Linked DNA regions of Mus musculus: regions 2 and 3 are each linked to region 1. The links are chromatin contacts, called in public promoter capture Hi-C maps. All regions are on one chromosome and are shown on one strand. Each heading gives the region's core, a stretch centred on a gene start, on an enhancer-like site or on the middle of the called end of the contact. The rest is flanking DNA. Distances are from core to core; before and after follow the strand shown. Region 1 holds the start of Tor4a (torsin family 4, member A). Region 2 holds the start of Card9 (caspase recruitment domain family, member 9). Region 3 holds the start of Entr1 (endosome associated trafficking regulator 1).

Region 1 (2,700 bases), core at 46-2,545:
GGATGCCAGGCAGGGTAACTGGGCAGAGGGAAGGACTGCTAGAGGCTGAAGCCTGGGAGAGACAAAAGGTCTGTGTGGCTGGATTCTGCTAGTGTGGGCCAAGTGTGCCTTCAAGGAGCTGTGAAAGGAAAGGGTGTGGTAGGTGAAGGGTCAGGTTTGGGGCTGGTGAGGTTGGATTTTACAGTAGGGTTGGGACCAGGGATTGGGCACTGAGGCTTGTGAACCTTCTGTCTATCAAAGCCTTATCCTTGCAAAAAGTAACTCTGGGGCATGAGTTCCCTGAATGGGTCACTTTATCAGCTCTTTTCCTTATTCCGGAATGGGACTCTGGGCCCTAGAGAGTTCGATAGATCAGCCTCTTGGAAAAGTAGCTGGCCAGCATTGGGTTTACCTAAAGATTATCCTGTCCCTTTCTTGCAGGGCCTGATCCAGGACCCCAGGGCCCAGTATCCTTGGGTCAGGAAATTCTCGACTAGAAAACTAAGGTTTCTAAGAGCCTCTTCCCTCTAGGGCCTGCTCAATCAGCTGTGTGCATTGATATTTTACACGGTCTGTGAAGTGTAGATGGGGGGGGGGTCATGGGTGAGGCTGAGTTGTTTAGATGGCTCTGGAAACACTTATCCTCTCTGGCCACTCTAAACTTTGTGAGAGTTCTGGAAAGTTCAGGATCCCAGGCTGGCCAAGGAAGCAACCAGCTCCCTTTCAGAATGGGAGGAGTCTGAGGCACTTCCCTTCCTGCATAAATGGGCATGGAGGTGGGCAGGGCTGCAGGCAAACAGGTTGCCATGAAAAGTCTAAAGCTTTTCTGTCTCCCAGTTCTTGCTCAAAGAACATTTTTCTATCTGCTCTCCCACTCCACAAGGGCTCTGAGACATAAGGGGTTCTATCCCTAGCGCTAGAACTTTTGTTTCTTGGGTCCTGCCCTATGAGAGGTCCAGGTGAATGGGCAAAGGGGAGGGTGGGCGGTAGAGAAGGGAAAGGAAGGGAAGTACAGAAGAAAAGGGATTAGAGGCACCCCGCTGAGCAAATGACCTGCTTTCTACTAGTTTACTAAGTAGGGTCTTTTGGGTCACTTCCTCAGTTTATCTGGGTCAGGGAAAGGGGTATCCTGGCAGAGGCGATGTCAGTAGAGGGCAGACTGAGCTTTCAGGAGTCCAGGGAACCTATGGGAAGAGCTGCTGGACGGGCTCCTCCCTCTCTGTGCCCTGGATAGGGGTTCTGGGTCAGTCAGCCAGACCTGCCCCCACTGGTGGTTCCGTTCAGCCCAAGCTCCGCCTGCCAGCACCCCTGACTCACTTCCTTTGCATCTAAGCGGAAACCTCCCCAGAGCTTCCCCTGTTCCTGTCCCTGGGGACCTGCAGAAGTTGTTACCCCTTCAAGCCTGAGTTGGGCCAGCCAGACCCTGGCCCACCCACCTCACCGATTGGGTGGAAGACTAGCATTTCCTGCTTCCTGAGTTGCTGGCTCCTGGCCTTGGAAGGGAGTGGCTGAGCTGGAGGAGCCTGCGCAGCTGCAGGTAGGTAGCTGCAGATATGGAGAGCTTCAGGCCAGCCTCCTCAGAGGCAAGGCTTTAATCCTTCCTCGGCTCTTGTTCATTTTTCTGCTCTTGTGTTCTCTGGGAGGATGGTGAGGGACCCCAGATTTGGGCTTGGATGGGAGCTAAGGGTGGGAGTGGGTTGGAAGGCCTAGGTTGTGACTAGGGACAGTGCTAGAATCCATTCTCAAAACCATGAAAGTTTGTCTGCATATTCCACCAACTGTCCTAAGTATGGGGAGAGTCTCAACTCTTAGGGGTACTGAGTCCTCTGGAACAAGGTGCCTACTTGGGACCTGTAAAGCCTTTGACAGTCTGATAGGTGCTGGGTGTGTTTGTGCAGGGTCCAATTTGACCATTCTATAACCCTAATCAGTGACAACGAGCCTTCTGTTTATTCCTCTAAGAGGGAGGTCAACAGTATGATAAATTATACACCTCGCCCCACCCCCGCACTTCCTCACAGCCTAGGCCTTTTCGGAGAGGACCCAAGAGATTTGCATGCGTTGGGGCCCTCCTGCTGAGAGCCGGGCTTCCTGGTTAGTGGAACTAGCGAGGCGGGGCCAGTATTTGGCCGGAAAGTACCTTAAGGAACCCCAAGAGGGTAAGATCGGGGACTCACGAAGTCTTCCCATTTTTCTATTGCAGGGAGGGGAACTACATGCCCAGCATAGGTCCTGAACCATGGACCGCAGCCATCCTAGCCTAGAGCCCCAGGCCAAGGGACCATGTGTGATAGCGCCAGTGCGCGCCGTGCTCCGTCTGCGCCGCCGAGTCTGCGTCCTGCGCAAGAGGCGCCTCTTGCAGCCAGGCACTGAGCCGGACTCTGGGACAGGGACACTTGGGCCCACCGGCAGCTTGGGCACTCTACGTGCCGACCTAGACCAACCTAAATTCTTCACCTTCGACAGCCTGACAGAGCTGACTTCTAGGACACCCCGCAAGAGGCGCAGGCGTAGTCGGGTAGTTCTCTACCCAGAAACCTCACGGAAGTGCCGACCCCGCACAGAGCGGCAGAGTCGTGCACAGCGTTGTCTGCTGCTTCTTGTAGCCATTGTGGGGTTCCAGGTTCTCAACGCCATTGAGAATCTAGACGATAATGCACAACGTTACGACCTCGACGGGCTGGAGAAGGCGCTGCAGCGTTCTGTGTTTGGACAGCCAGC
Region 2 (2,700 bases), core at 165-2,664, 1.2 Mb before region 1:
CAGCAGCTCTCACTGGATAGGAGGCTTGTGTTTGGCATGGTGCTGAGACCCCATTGGGTCTTGTCTCTCCCTTTTTAAAAAAAAAAAAAAGCGTTTTACGTATGTGAGTACACTGTCACTCCCTTCAGACAAACCAGAAGAGGGAATCGGATCCCTTCCAGATGGTTGCTGGGAATTGAACTCAGGACCTCTGGAAGAGCAGTCAGTGCTCTTAACTGCCGGTTCATCTCTCCTTTTTCTTAGTCACTATTTCCATGACACCAGACTATACATCCTGGGCCCTTGGCTCTCCAGGATTTAGTTATTTTTTGTTTGTTTGTTTTGTTTTTGTTTTTCGAGACAAGGTTTCTCTGTGTAGCCCTGGCTGTCCTGGAACTCCCTCTGTAGACCAGGCTGGCCAGGATTTAGTTTTTACATGTGTTCATCCTCTGTGGGAAGCTTGCAGCTCATAGTAAAATGGTATGACCAGCCTAGTCCTAGTGATTGTACCAGCTGTCACTCCAGCTGATGGCCGTCACACATCCAGGGACGCGTGTTTGTCATGGCTCCTTCTAACCTCTGCACTGGGTTTCTCCATTCTGGAGAACTTGGGGTTTCTTCAGCTATCTGTGCTATTGACTTCCACTTCAGTTTTATGAGCAAAAGTTTCATGTTATTAACACTTTTAAGAAGCCACCACTGTGGAGGCCTTGTGACCTCCTTCCTGGAGTGACTGCAAAGCCATGGATGGACTCCCTTGCCGTCCTGGAAACCCAGCAAGCCACAATCCCTAGCAGTGTGGCCCCCCAAGGCCAAAGAGGACTCCTGACTGCTGCTTTTGGAAGTATTTTCAAGGCCACTGTCCCCATAGGAGCAAGCAGAGGGCCAGTAAGCTACAGAAGGGGCCAGCTGGGGCTCTGCATAAGTGTCCCACCCTTCCTTCCCATACAGCACTGGAAGCTTTTGCCTCAACTCATCTTGTAGGCTAGACAGCAGCGCCTGTCTAACAGCTACACTGGCTGGGCAGGGCTAGCAGGTCCCCACGCCCACCTCAGGCTGACTCTTGAAGGGCCACCCTGAAGGAGAGGCTGTGGCACGCAATCCATAGAGGACTATAGCTGCCTACAGCTTGTAGATTTTGACCAAGCTTTGTCCCACTGCACCTACCCTGCACCACTGTCCTTAGACGGCAGATGAGGATATGAGGCAGGGCCATGTTAGAAAAGCAACTTTCAGAAGCCTGGATCCAGGAGGACCTTGGACTGCCCATCCAGTTCAGATGAGCAGGCAGGGAGGGCTCCTCTGCTCCCAGAGTACTTCTACTTCCCTCTGTTCTGTTCCTGGATGGGCCAATCAGAAGGTAGACTGTCCCCTGCGGGAGGACTGGCTGGCTTGTGGCGTCAACCAGAACACATCAATCAGGAAGTGCACAGCCTCCTTCATGGCTCCACCCTTCTCCAGTTAGGGAACCCCTCCACACTCCCAGAGACCCAGGCTCCTGGTATGTCCATAACCCAGACAGCATCTGCTGGCAGGTAGCTCTCACAAGACCCTGAGGTAAGTTCAGTACCCTTCCAGGAAGGTGGGTGGAAGCCTGTGGTGACTGCTGGGGATCCTGGAGCGCGTAAGTACCTACAGGCAGGTGGCATCCTCCATCCTCACGCCTTCATTTGATTAATCCTTGTACACTGCAGCATAGTCCTCCAGTGCTGGACCATGTGGCTGTGGGGCTGCAATGGCAGGCCATAGGCCCAAGGTTTAGAGAAATGTCTGTCCACTGGGTCAACCAGAAAGCAGCAGGAAGCCAAGAGATGCCTCTGAAGAAGAGGCCTGCCATGGCCGTGTCTCTAACTGGAGGTGCAGCTCCGCTGGGGTTAGGGACTGAGCCAGGGGCGCTCTATGGCCACCTTAACTCAGCCCTAAAATCATTGAAGCCATTCACTGAGGCTACACTTGTCCACATGAGTAACCCCCTACATACAACTGGCCTGGTTGATTCCCATCATGTGGCCAAAGGCCAGGGCTCATCTAGCGGCAGAAAAGCAAACTGGAGGGAAGCCACAGCAGATGTCTGTAGACTGTGGATGACATTGCCTGCCCTTCCAGTATACTCCAGCCTAGCAGGAAGGCAGACATGCTCCTGCGGCCAACCCTCCCAGCCCTCCCGGAATAGCACCGTGCCACAGGCTGTTGCATCACCAGCTGGCTACAACGGAAGGCCTGAAGGGCACGGGGCTGTCAGGGAAGGAGGAAGTCAGACATAGGCCTGGCCCCCTGCACAGTGAGAAAGCCTCCAGCCAACCTGACCCTCTTAGTCCCAATCTGGAGACTGGCCAGCAAGGGTCCATGCCACCCAAGAAGGTACTATGTAGGATGGCCACTAGAGGCAAAAGCTCCTACCTCCAGGGCATGCCAGAGCACTTTTGGGTAGGGGCAGAAGCTAGAGCAGGGCTGTTGTACAAAGAGTATTCTCTTAGACCCCAACCGGTCACTTCCCTACATATCCATATGAGAAAGCCTGAGATGACAGGGGCCGGGCAGCTGCTTGGGGGTGCTCAGTTTGACAGGTGGTCTGAGGTGGCTTGTCTATGGACCTCTGCTTCCCCTCAGAAACTGTCCATGAGGCTGAGGAGATAGGGCTGAGCCCTGAAATTTCCCTAGAACGGATCCCTTCTGACCCTGCCCAAAGCCCTGCCCTGACACTCAGGCCTGGGTCCTATC
Region 3 (2,700 bases), core at 41-2,540, 1.2 Mb before region 1:
ATGAGGAGGACAGATGGACATGAAATACCTTGAGGTCTGGCAGTCACAGATACCACCATGTTTTTCCAGCGTAAGCAGGATTTCGTCTTTGCTGTCAAATCGAGCAGTGGACTATAAAAATAATTAAGCTTAAGTAAATAACCCAAAATCCATTAAGTGTACATTTGCTTTCAAACACACAAAATCATGTCAGAAGTCTTTTGTGAGCACCAACTTCATATTCAGATCCTTAACTAATACAAGTTCTTAAAAAGGAAAACTGAAAACTTATAAAAATTACAAATTAGACACTGACCGAAAATGCCAATTTTTCCAAAAAATGAGCTATTCCACTAAGATATTTCGCTTCATATCGTGATCCTGAATTAATAAGAACTGGTAATAAAAAGAAAATGGACAGGTTAAGCCAAATATTCAAAACATTTAATCAACAGAAAGTTTTCAAAACAATGGCCAATAGAACTTACTTCCTACGGTACAGAATTGTCCAAACTTATTTTGAGATGCCACACGAAGCCCATTGTCCAGAGTGGTAACTTTGGTTTCAAACTTTTCCTGTCCATCAACTGTTGCAAAAATAGGCTTGGGTACTCCAGGCAAGGGAGAAGAGAGGGGGATGTTGGGGTAGGTGGCACCACTGCTGAACCGTCTGTGTGCAGGAGATCCAAACCTACAGCAGAGCAGCAAAATATTTAGTCTTATTTTATGTCACGGATGTATGTTCATCACAGGCATGCCCGTTGTCCATGGAGGTCAGAAGAGGGCTTTGGATCCCCTGGATAGTGGAGTTATAGATAGATGGTTGTGAGCCACCAAATGGGCGCTGGTAGCCAAACCCAGGGGAAGCAGTCAGTAGGCCTAACTACTGAGCCATCTCTTCGACCCCGGTCTTTGGGGCTTCACTGTCCACTCTGATCAGCAGGCTGCGTGAGAAACGAGTTCCTGTGCATATGGGCCTGGGCAAGCCCGGCCCCTCAGGGCTTCGCTTTGGTCTAAAGGCTCCAGCCGAGGGACTCTGCCGACCACTCCCAACCAGGTTCCAGTCCCCAGCTCCTTCTCCAGGCCCAAGGCGCCTGTGCTCTGATCCAGAGGCCCATTCTTCTCTTCCAGTTCCCCCCGGTACCAACTCCCCCGAGTCCTCCCTTCCTCGCACCGAGACAGGCCTCGGCTCACCTGGGCCGCGCGCACAGCACCGCAGATCCCCGAAGCAGCCGCGCAGCCGCCCACACTGCCGTCGCCATCGCGCCGCCGCGCTTCTGCGGTCACTTCCGCTTCCGACCCCGCCCCGCGGCGTTCGGCGCTGGCTTCCGGCCCGCCGAGCCGGATGAGGCAGGGGCCGGCGACTGCCTTGCGGGCCATGGGGCCGCGGCCGGGTTAGGGCGCGGCGATGTCGGGCTACGCGCGGCGGCAGGGCGCGCCCCCTCTATCGCGGACGCGGAGCCTTGTGGTTCCCGACGGTGAGCGGCGCGCGGCTGGGGCAGGGCCGGGGGGCGCGGGCGGCGGCGGCCCGCGGTGAAGCCGCTCTCGTTGTCGCTTACAGCTCCTGCGTTCTATGAGCGCCGGTCTTGTCTCCCCCAGCTAGACTGTGAGCGCCCCCATGGCGGGGACCTGCACCCCCATCTCTTCGGCTTTCGGCCGACGTTTATGTGCTATGTGCCCAGCCCGGTGCTGGCTTCGGTAGGAGACACAGGTGAGAGTCGGTCGGGGCGCCGGCCACAGTGCGGAGCTGGGCAGCGCGGGGAGCCCTCCCCACAGCCCGCCCGCCCGCCTCAAGGCAGGAAGGTAGTGCCTGGTGGAGCTCGGAGGCCACTTAAGCCCACCGGCTTGGGCAAGGCCAGGGGCTGGACCTAGCGGGTCTGCGTTCCACCTGCAGCTGCTCTTAGAGCGCGCAGGGATGTGTAGTTTACCGCATCCAGCCTCAGAAGACAGCTTTCTAGTCCCAGACTCAGTGGGAGTCAGGCGTCTGCGGTCTTCACCTCCCTGGACAAACGCTGCAGTCATAAGGCTTGCTGTGATCACGGTGAGCTGACCATGTCTTTTTGCAGGTTTTGGCTATGGAAAGGGGAAATGTACTAACCAAGGTCCTTCGGGAGCCCCTGAGACGCGCTTTGGAGGTAGAGTAGCTCAGTGGGTCTTCTTTCCCTCTTAGACTCAGTGCCTGGCAGGGGTCTGGCCATGGGCTTTCAGGATGACAGGGTTTAAGGGGTATATACCTGGAGCCCAAAAGAGCAGTGGAGCCGGGCAGTGGTGGCGCACGCCTTTAATCCCAGCACTTGGGAGGCAGAGGTAGGCGGATTTCTGAGTTCGAGGTCAGCCTGGTCTACAGAGTGAGTTCCAGGACAGCCAGGGCTACACAGAGAAACCCTGTCTTGAAAAACCAAGAAAAAGAAAAAAGCGACATAAGATGTAGGTGTTATGAGACCCACATAAGCAACTGAGTCTGATAGGTGTGGAGGTAGAGGCTGGTCAACTAGGGTAGTTGGAGAGAAGGTCAGAGGAAGGGATGGCATAGAGCAGTTCCTGAGATGCACTGTGGCATCTCAGCAGCTTTGAATCGCCTACAGTAGCCTTCAGCCCACTGTGTTGTGTGTTTGTGTGTGCGCACAGGGGGTAGTATGTGTAGGGGGGTGGAGTGAAGTCAGCCTCAGCAACCTACAGGCTTTACTGGGGAACTGGGCATATGACTCAGAGGTAGATCAG

The links. Promoter capture Hi-C pulls out the DNA fragments that hold promoters and counts their contacts.
Region 2: a promoter capture Hi-C map of liver shows a contact between it and region 1, with 3 times the contacts expected there. The contact joins the promoter of Card9 here to the promoter of Tor4a in region 1. A contact is called at or near these places in 4 of 39 promoter capture datasets (liver, neutrophils and pre-B cells) and 1 of 115 datasets of contacts at active chromatin or transcription factors (pancreatic cancer cells).
Region 3: a contact with region 1 is called in a promoter capture Hi-C map of liver, with 2.4 times the contacts expected there. The contact joins the promoter of Entr1 here to the promoter of Tor4a in region 1. A contact is called at or near these places in 2 of 39 promoter capture datasets (the HPC-7 cell line and liver) and 1 of 115 datasets of contacts at active chromatin or transcription factors (pancreatic cancer cells).

What each region holds. Positions count from the first base shown.
Region 1 is chr2:25,195,408-25,198,107 of GRCm38.p6, reverse strand. It overlaps Tor4a (torsin family 4, member A), which reads left to right and starts at 1,295. Exons shown (of 2, transcript NM_146115.4): 1 at 1,295-1,516; 2 at 2,183-2,700. The coding sequence starts at 2,219.
Region 2 is chr2:26,359,623-26,362,322 of GRCm38.p6, reverse strand. It overlaps Card9 (caspase recruitment domain family, member 9), which reads left to right and starts at 1,414. Exons shown (of 13, transcript NM_001037747.3): 1 at 1,414-1,536. The region is part of intron 1 of Gm13562 (a long non-coding RNA gene); the gene reads right to left.
Region 3 is chr2:26,387,906-26,390,605 of GRCm38.p6, reverse strand. Entr1 (endosome associated trafficking regulator 1) reads left to right here and starts at 1,290. Exons shown (of 10, transcript NM_026563.3): 1 at 1,290-1,457; 2 at 1,541-1,690; 3 at 2,046-2,114. The coding sequence starts at 1,388. Pmpca (peptidase (mitochondrial processing) alpha) reads right to left here and starts at 1,258. Exons shown (of 13, transcript NM_173180.3): 1 at 1,174-1,258; 2 at 468-670; 3 at 296-375; 4 at 29-111. The coding sequence starts at 1,241.